Regions from separate parts of the Mus musculus genome. Here region 2 is linked to region 1. A link is a contact called in public Hi-C data. All regions are on one chromosome and are shown on one strand. The core of a region is the stretch at or near the end of the contact, and the rest is flanking DNA. Distances in the headings are between cores, read along the strand shown.

Region 1 (4,709 bases), core at 1,547-4,046:
TATTGTCTCTGTCTTTCCTTGAAAACTTTACAGAGAGACAGCATTCAATCCCCAAGCCCCAACATGCCAGTCTCTAGCTGCCAAGGTTCAATCTATTTTTCTCTTTTTCTTGAAATTGCTTTGCCTGCTAAGGACCTTGATGGAGGTGGAAGTATTTGTAGCCTTTGGGCTGTTTTCTTAAAGTATGATTCATCCCTTTTATAAGTAACACATAGTGGGATCTTACTCTTTGTTTGTTTTTTTTTCGAGACAGGGTTTCTCTGTGTAGCCCTGGCTGTCCTGGAACTCACTCTGTAGACCAGACCAGCAGACTCTGCCTGCTTCTGCCTCCTGAGTGCTGGGATTAAAGGCTTGCGCCACCACGCCTGGCGGGATCTTACTCTTTTTCACTGCTATGTAGTATTTCACTATGTGTATATTCAAGTTAAATAGCTCTAGTCAGAGACTCCTAAATCTAAAATGTTCTGAAATCTGAAACTTTTGAATACCAATATGATGCTGGAAATGGAACTTGATTGTGTGTGTGCTCATGAATTGGCACCCCACCATATGTGCGATGGCACGTGAGCATGAGTGGAAGTCAGAGGACTATTGAATCAGTTCTCTTCTACCATGTGGGGCTCAAGGATCTCACTGGTCAGGCGTGGTGGCAACAGCCTTTACCTGCTGAGCCTTTTGCTGGCCCCAAGTAGAGTGGAAAATTTTATACCTGACCTTGTACGGGGTTGCAGTCAAATACAAAATTCTGTATAAGATTATGTATAAGGTATCTCAGAAATATATGGATTTTACCTTGATTTGGGTTCTGTTATCAAAGATACCTCCTTTTATGTACAGTCAAAAATTCCCCAGACTGAGATGTGAAACACTTCTGGTTCCAGGCACATTAGATAAAAGATACAGAACCATCTCTCCTTTATCCACTTTGGGTTTTTTCCCCCTTTAAGTAAAAAAAAAAAAATTACATGTACATATATTTATTTGAGTGTGTGCGCTTTTGCAGCATGCACAGTGGAAACCAGAGGCCAACTTGCTGGAATTCAGGTCATAGGACTTGGTGACAGCACCTTTGCCCACTCTGCCATTTTGCTGGCCTCTGTTTAGGTTTTGAACTTCAGCAAGGGAAGTTGGGTTGACTGGTGTCCTAAGGCAAGATAGCAAATTGTTGCATTTTTTTTTTCCTGGACTAGCTGGTTATTTTCCTTGCAAGTCATGAAGTGCTAGAAAAGGCTCTTTTTTTATTATTACTAATTAATTTTTTGTGAAAGCAAGTTGTTCAATAGTATTTGCAGTACGACTATCCCAACCCCCTGCACCCAACTCTGGGTGACCTTGGGAAGGAGGAAGGGGCAGGTTTCTGGTGAATCAGGTGCCTTTGGGACCTGGTAGGAGGAAGTTCCTTGATGGGAAGCGTTCAGGCCAAGATGTTCTTGTTTTGTTGTTGATTTGTTTGAGTCCTGGTTGGCTTGGCCATGCCTCCAATTCGAAGAGATCCTACTGCCTCAGCCTCTGCCTCCGCCTCCCAAATTCTGGGATTAAAAAGGCATGTGCTACCCCCCCCCCCCCAAGTCAGTTGGCGCTTAGGCCTTAAATCAATCAGATTTTCCCTCTTCAAATTTCTTGTATTGAAAAGTTCGCTTTTAAAAAAATTTGACTCCTAAAACTTAGAAAGGTAGACGCAGGAGGATCAGGTGTCCATCAAGCACCATGAAAAGTTCCAGGCCAGCTTGGACTACCCGAGAGACTCTTTCCCAGTGGACGATCGTGGCCAACCTGATCTCCTAGAGAGGAAATAAATGAATGCTGGGATAGGTGAGAGCCGAAGGACTACACTTTGCCTTATTGGATCTAGGGTGCAAAAGAGTTAAGTTTCCCACGTATTTGCCCGGGTGAGAATCCCGGGGCCGGTTACGGGCCGTAAAACGGCGCCGCGCCTTGGGCTCCTTGTCCAGCCCAGTTCCCGCGAGCACCCCTACCCTCAGCCGGAGCCCCGCGGCCCTGGGCTGCGCTCCGCTGCCTCACAGAGGAGACCCCGGCGCCCCGCTCCAGCAGGGCTGGCGGGCGGGCGGCCGGCGCGCGGGGTGGGTGCTCCTCGGTGGCGGCGGGCGGGCCGCTCCCTGCTCCGCCTCCCGCTCCGCCTCCCGCTCCGCCCGCCGCCCGCCCTCGTCTCGTTCGCTCCGCTCTCGCCCCCCATGCGGATGTGACATTTCACGCCGCCGCCATTTTGAGAGCGAGCTGAGCCGAGCCGAGCCGCCGGGCGCCGCGTCCGCTGCCGGAGCCCCGACGACGACGCCGAGGAGGCGGAGGCCTCAGCGCCCCGAGCGCGGCCAGCCGGTCACCCGCCCGCGCAGCCTCAGCGGTCGCCGCCGCAGCCCACACCCGGGCCCGCAGGCTCGCCGCGGCCCGCCCGGCCTCCAGCCTTCCGCGCCCGGTCCGAGGCGGGGCTGACTACGCGGCCCCCGCCCGGCCGCCCTCCGCCCCCGGCCGGCCCGCGGCCCCGCAGCCCCGGCCCCGGCGGCGGGAGGCGGGCCCTGCGGCGGCGGCGGCGGCGGCGGCAGCGGCGGCCGCAGCGAGCGAGGAGGCCGCCCGGCTCGGCCCGCCGCCGCCCGCCCGCCTCGGCGCCGAGATTGGGCGAATCGCGAGCAAGTACGTGCGCGTCTCCCTGCCGCCGCCGCCGCCGCCGCCGCCCGCCGCGGGCCGCCCCGGGGCCGCCGCCGCCGACGACGCGCGGGTAGGAAGAGGAGGAGGCCGCCCCGCCGCCGCCGCCGCCGCCGCCTCTGCTAGCAGCCGCCCGCCCGCCGGGCCCGCAGCCCGGGCCTCCGGCCGCAGGCGAGGCCCAGGCCGCGGCCGACATGAACCACCAACAGCAGCAGCAGCAGCAGCAGAAAGCGGGCGAGCAGCAGCTGAGCGAGCCCGAGGACATGGAGATGGAAGGTGAGGCCCGCAGCGGGGCCGGCGCTTTCATTGTGGTCCGGGCGGCCGCGGGAGCCACGCGAGGGCCTCGCCATCTTTAACCAGGCCGGGCTGCCGCTCGGCCCCGCTCGGCCCGGCGCTTTTGCCGGGCCGGGGCTGCACAGTCATGCGGCCCGGCGGGGGGTGGCCCCGGACCCCCGAGTTCACGCATTGTGCAGCGCACGGGCTGCTGGGCACAAAGCGCCGGAGTCGTAAATTAGGATCGAGGTGTGTTGGCTCCGGGTACCCAGGTTGGGAGGCGGGCCCCGGGGACCGTCCTCTTTCCGGGGTGTGTGGCTCTGGCCAGGCTGGTTGGGCCTGCTCCCCGGCCCCTGAGCTCTTGGGGTGGGTATGGGAGCGGGTGCGCAGGTTCCCCTGCACCTGCTTCTGAACGCGCCCCCGGAGAGCCTCCCCCCAATAACTTCCGAGCGCTCTGCCGGGCGTCGCGCTTAATTGCGGAGACACCTGCAAGGCGCGCAGCTGCCCTCAGCCTTTGGACTTGCTGGGAAAGTACTCAGGTTCGCCTAGTTTATAAGTTACCTGGGCTTGTGGAGGAGTTTGGGTACCTGGCTGTAGGTGGTGCCGTCCACGTCCGGCTAAAAAGTGTGCTTGAAACTATGGAGTTCCGCCGCACATGGCTGGCCTACTGCAGAAGCAGATTAAGTTCTGGAGGTAACTATGTTTTCTACCGGAGCCGCAGGAATTTATCTTGGTACTGGATTTTATACTGTTTGTAGAGCTTCGCTATCAAGGTTTGCTGTGAAAGCGCAGTGGAGGGACTCTGGCTTCGGGATCTCATGCTGGGTTGGTCATTTTCTTTTCTTTTGACTTGGTACTTTAAGTGAAGGCAGTATGCGCGGTTACCTGCCCTAAAGGGGTCAGACAGGCAGGAATCCCAGTGAGGGGCAATGAATGGACCGTTCAGCAAGTGATAGTGGCTTTCATAAATGAATGAAGGTTCCTAGGAAGTTGGGGTAAAACTGTATTTGTTGTGTATGATGTAGCATGCTCTAGGCTAGGAATACTGACTCTTGACCCCCCCTGTGAATAACTTGATGGTGATCAGTGGGAATCAAACAATTGTCTGACCATGCAGCAGAGGGAAAAAGGCCCTAGGGGGCCGGGGGAAGGGGGAAGCTGAAGTTCATGCCAAGGACTAGGCTGTTTCTCTTGGCCTCAGCAAATCAGTAATTTCAGAGTGTCTGGCAAGTGCGATTAAACCAAATAGCTGATGGAACTCACCTTTGGGAGATTAGTGTACTCCTTTTATGCTATAATTTCATGCACGTCTAAAGTGGAGAGTTGCTCGGAACGTGAACATCCGTTTTCCTTTCAAGTCTTCCTCACTGCTCCTCTAGGGCTTTGTGAGAATAAGATTGGACAGCGCTGGGGGGGGGCATATTTCTGATACAGACTGTATCTGGAAAAATGTCTATGTCCAAAGTTTTGACGAGATTAGGGTGGTGGAAGATCTTCACAGGTTTTTTTACCCATGATATCCTGGGCTTCATGCTTGCTTCCCAGAGTTTTCTCGTGAAACTTTCATTTTCTATCAAAGTTAGTATTTGAGTTTTAGTGTTTAATGGGTGTTGTGGCTTTCAGTTTTCTATTCTTGCGCTAATTCTGTAGAAAATGCAGTCTTTCAGGGCTGTGGCCATGTGAGCTAGTATAGTGCTTTGGTGTGGGAGTGCACGTTAGACAGTCTTATTTTAGCTTTGCACTCCGCAAATAGGGTACTGTGCTGTTGTCAATTAGGA
Region 2 (4,709 bases), core at 745-3,244, 2.1 Mb before region 1:
TGCTGATTTCAAACTGCATATACATTTCATACATCAGGATTTTTTTGTAGACATGTCAAAATGTAAAACATAGGCCAGATATAATGGCGCACGCCTTTAATCCCAGCACTGGGGAGGCAGAGGCAGGCAGATTTCTGAGTTCGAGGCCAGCCTGGTTTACAGAGTGTAAACCCAGGACATCCAGGGTTACACAGAGAAACTCTGTCTTGGAAAAAAAAAAAAAAATAGCCTAGGTCAGAGACCCTGACTCTGCCTCTAGACAGAATTCAAGACTTTCTGAGCAGGAAGCATTCTTTAGAGAGGCAGGGCTGATTTTTACAGAGAAGGAAGCCATGGAAAGGCAGGCCTGCTGAATCTGTAGGCTTCCTTTAGAAGTCTCCTGGAGCCTGTGTTGAAGCTTCAGAGTCAAGTATAGGCAGGCCTTGTCTATCTGGGTCACAGGTGCAACCACGCAGTTCACGAGGCCCTGTGTATGATATGTGTTTCCTAATGAGATGAGGCTCCAGGTACCTGATGCCGGTCTCAGAACATCTGCTTCTCAGAACACACAAGTGCCAGGCATTGGACCAGATGCTAGAGTCAAGCTATCAGAACCACAGTGCAAGAACTGCAGTAGCTCAAAGGGCAGCCTCAAACCCTGCAATATCAGCATCTCCTTAGAGGGTATTAGAAACAACTCTTAAGACTCAGAAAACCTGCTGGGCGTGGTGGCACATGCCTTTAATCCCAGTACTAGGGAGACAGAGGTAGGTGGATTTCTGAGTTCGAGGTCAGCCTGGTCTACAAAGTGAGTTCCAGGACAGCCAGGGCTATACAGAGAAACCCTGTCTCGAAAAAACAAACAAACAAACAAACAAACAAAAATATGAGTACAGACTTAGGGCTGGGATTGCTTGCGTAGCATGCACAAAGCCCCCAGTTTGATTCCCAGCAGCGTATGAACCAGATGGAGCAGCATATGCCTAGAATCCTAGCACTCAGGAGATGGAAGCAGGAAGCCCGGGTGTCCAAGCTACACAATGAATTTTAGGTCAGTCTAGGCTAGACACTGCCTTAAAAACACACACACACACACACACACACACACACACACACACACACAGAGAAAAAGACAAGCAGACATTTCCTGAGAAATTATTTTCAAAACATACGGGGAAAAATGAGAAAAACATCTACAGGGATAGAACTGTGACACAGAATTGCAAGGCTCAAAACTGGGAAGGTGGGATAGCCTCGGGAACCTACAGGCGTTTTAGTAGATGTACTTGTTTACTATTCTCGCTGTCTGGGTTAAACCCAAGGACTCATCAATGTTAGGAAGTGCTCCCACCCCAGGCCCTCTTTACTTTTTGTTCTGAGACAGGCTCTCACTGAGTTGCCTTACGTTGGCCTTAAACTCACTTCGTAGCTCAGTCAGGCTTTGAACTTTGCCATCCTCCTGCCTCAGACTCCTAGTATTGGGATGGAAGATGTGTACCTCCAGGCCCGGCTGGAACCTACATCTTAGAAAGCGGGGATAGGTGTTGCTGTCATCCAAGAGGATGGGTGGGGAGTCACTTGACAGGGGCTGGGCCAGGAAGGAGGGCTAGAGCCTGGAGGTGGGACCGCCCCGCCCCGCCCCGCCCCGGGGAGGACCTGCAGAGCCGGTCCCGCCCACGTTACCTGGGAGGAGGCAGGGCCGGCCGCGTGGTACGCGCTCCAGGCCGCGCACAGAGAAGGCTCCGCTCGAGTCGCGCAGCCGGGCCTGGCCGCCTTCCGCCGCCAGCACGGTACCCTGCATCCACACGGCCACCAGCTCCAGCGGAGCGCGGCCCACCGCCGCCCGCGACAGCCGCCACGCGCCCGGGCCACCCTCTGCGTGCCGCCGCAGCTGTCCTGCCAGTACCTTGAGTGGCGGCAAGCGCGGCAGCCGCACGGCCCCGGGGCCACCGGAGGACAGCGACTCGGACGCCGCAGCCGCCATGCTGCGCCACCACCGCTTTCCCGCCAACTCTGACGGACGGCGGGGGTTTGGCGAGCGGCAGCCAATCAAGAGCGCGCCTGCCCGAGGCAGCCAATGGATGGGGGCGGGACAGCCGCGTAACCGCCAGAAGCTGAAAGATTCAACTGAATTAAATAGAAAATAGATACGCTAACAAATGCAGGGAGATACGGAATTTCCTCTCCTAAGGAAGAGCAACGATTTAAGCCATATGTCTCCGTTCCAGTTTACTAAAAAATAAGACGCACTCAACAGTAGTTGTAGATGATCGATTAATTTTAAGAGCCGAAATAAAATGTGCACCCTTAGCAAAACATTACCACACGAAAAGCCGAGATGCAAGTAGATCCCTTGGACCTTTTTGATACGAAATCACATCTACACACAGGAGAGAGAGTTCCAGAGGAATAGTTTAAGCATGGCCCCAAACACAAATTTATGAATGGATTGGTTGTACTCTTTTAATACCTCAGAGATGACGCTGAATATGCGCTGCGCTGGTAACTTTGGTTAAGATATCAAGCATCTTTAGAAATTGGTCTTGTGCCCAGACTACACACACACACACACACACACACACACACACACACACAGTATTCCTGAAATTATAAGAGTTTTATCAGGGGAAATCTTTAAAAAGAAAATAAATACACTTATTTGAATTTAACGATTAAAAAAGTATCAAAACAAATTTTGGTGGTTCACACCTATTTAACTCTAGCACTCACCAGGGCTGGAAGATGAGTTCAAGGTCATCTTTAGCCACAGAGTGAATTGGAGTCCAACCTGGTATACAAGAGCCCTTCCTGGAAACACCATAACAAGTAAATTAAACAATTTCCTCTTTCAGTTCGGGATATTGCTCTATAGGAGAGTGTTTACCTAGCAAGAATGCTCACCAGGCAAAATCACTTGCCACCAAATCTGATATCAGATCAGAGTTCCATTCCCAAAACCCATGTGAGAATTAACTCCCATAAATTGTTCTCTGACTTCCACAAGTGCGCTGCGGCACACGTGCATCCTGGTAAGTTATTCTCTGCTGGTGAAATGAGTCAATTCAAGCCAAATCGAAGTACGCAAAGGCAGGCTTATGGGGAAGCCGCTCTTGGGTCGGTTCTCTGGTCCCAAGGAAGGAGGCCAGGGAAGTCGACATGGGGAGGAAGACAGAGGGGAGGGGGTAGAGAAAGAGTGTGCATGTGCTGGGAGAGAGAGAGAGAGAGAATGCAGAGAGGGAGAGAGAGAGAATGCAGAGAGGGAGAGAGAGAGAATGCAGAGAGGGAGAGAGAGAGAATGCAGAGAGGGAGAGAGAGACAGGTGGGTATACAAGGTGCAAGGTAGGAACTAAGGGATGCTGGAAGGATGGGAGAACCTGGAGATGAAGTCCACTTTGGTTTGTAAAAAATGCACCTCAGCTGTTTGTCCCAAGTCTGAATCCTAACTCTTCCCACTACACACACACAGTAAATAAATGCAAAATATCTTTAAAAACACAAACAAACAAACAAAACTTGCCACCTTTGAGTGACTAATTTATCACTAAGTCTTCTTCTTCTTTTTTTTTCCTTCTCCGAGACAGGGTTTCTCTGTGTAGCCCTGGCTGTCCTGGAACTCACTCTGTAGACCAGGCTGGCCTTGAACTCAGAAATCCGCCTGCCTCTGCCTCACAAGTGCTGGGATTAAAGGCGTGCGCCACCACTGCCCGGCTATCACTAAGTCTTCTTACACAGTGTAGTATTCTGAGATCAGCAATACTGAACACTGAACTAAAAACCCATGTTTGTGATTGATTACAGCTGATCAGGAAATGATAAATGTACGAGGTGGCCTACCAATTACTTTGTGTGATCATTATACAAAGTTCATAGGTATCAAAATATCACAGTCCTATCAACAGGCACAACTAATTACATAATAGGAAATTTATGCTATTAAAATTCTCTCCCTTGTATAGTTTTGTTGCCTGCATGTATGTCTGTGCAAGGGTGCCAGATCCTGGAGTTAAAGACAGTTGTAAGCTGCCTTGTGGGTGCTGGGAATTGAACCTGGGTCCTCTGGAACAAAGAGCCAGCCCCTTCCTTCGTTTTTTTGTTTTGTTTGTTTAGGTTCGTTTTTTGTGTCTTGGGACAGGCTTTCTCTAATAGCCCTGGCTCACTCAATAGACCAGACTGTCCTCAGATGAAGGTGTGTGCCACCACTGCCTGACTACCCATCCCCCACCTTCATCATTTTAATAACAAATACATGCTAGGTCCCAAAGAAACCCAGGACCAGAGGCAAACCAAGGTACTATTAACTTATCAAAGCAGATGCTAGCCAGTAGAAACCTGTGGCTCCTCCCAGTGTTCCTTGCCCCTCCCCTCCCCTAAACCTCTGCTGCCCAGATGCGGGGGGGGGGGGGGGGGGGGGGGGGGGGGGGGGGCGCTTCCCGTCCCCCAGCTTACATCGCTATAAAATCCTGCCATTTTGGTTCCTAGCCCTCTTGGTTTATTAGTCTATAGCCACCTCCGCCTTTTCACTTTCTCTTTCACTCCCCCCACCTCCCTTGACCGGGTGTACTCTGCTGACCACGTTTAGTCTGGACTCTTCCAGATGCCTCTGGCTGTTCTTTCCCTCATATCTACAATTAAACCTTCTTAATTACACCTAGGAGTGGCCATGTCTTCATTTTTATTCAGTAATTTAAAAGCTGAAGGAAGAAAATTTTTAATTAATAGCTGCACCCCCC

What was found. A called contact is a pair of places that touch in the nucleus more often than the background predicts.
Region 2: a Hi-C map of B cells shows a contact between it and region 1, with 5 read pairs. The contact joins the promoter of Rmi2 here to the promoter of Usp7 in region 1. A contact is called at or near these places in 1 of 39 promoter capture datasets (embryonic stem cells), 1 of 484 Hi-C or Micro-C datasets (B cells) and 1 of 115 datasets of contacts at active chromatin or transcription factors (large pre-B cells).

The regions. Positions count from the first base shown.
Region 1 is chr16:8,736,429-8,741,137 of GRCm38.p6, reverse strand. Usp7 (ubiquitin specific peptidase 7) reads left to right here and starts at 2,796. Exons shown (of 31, transcript NM_001003918.2): 1 at 2,796-2,934. The coding sequence starts at 2,853.
Region 2 is chr16:10,832,344-10,837,052 of GRCm38.p6, reverse strand. Rmi2 (RecQ mediated genome instability 2) reads right to left here and starts at 1,994. Exons shown (of 2, transcript NM_001162932.1): 1 at 1,663-1,994. The coding sequence starts at 1,963. It also overlaps the pseudogene Gm17913.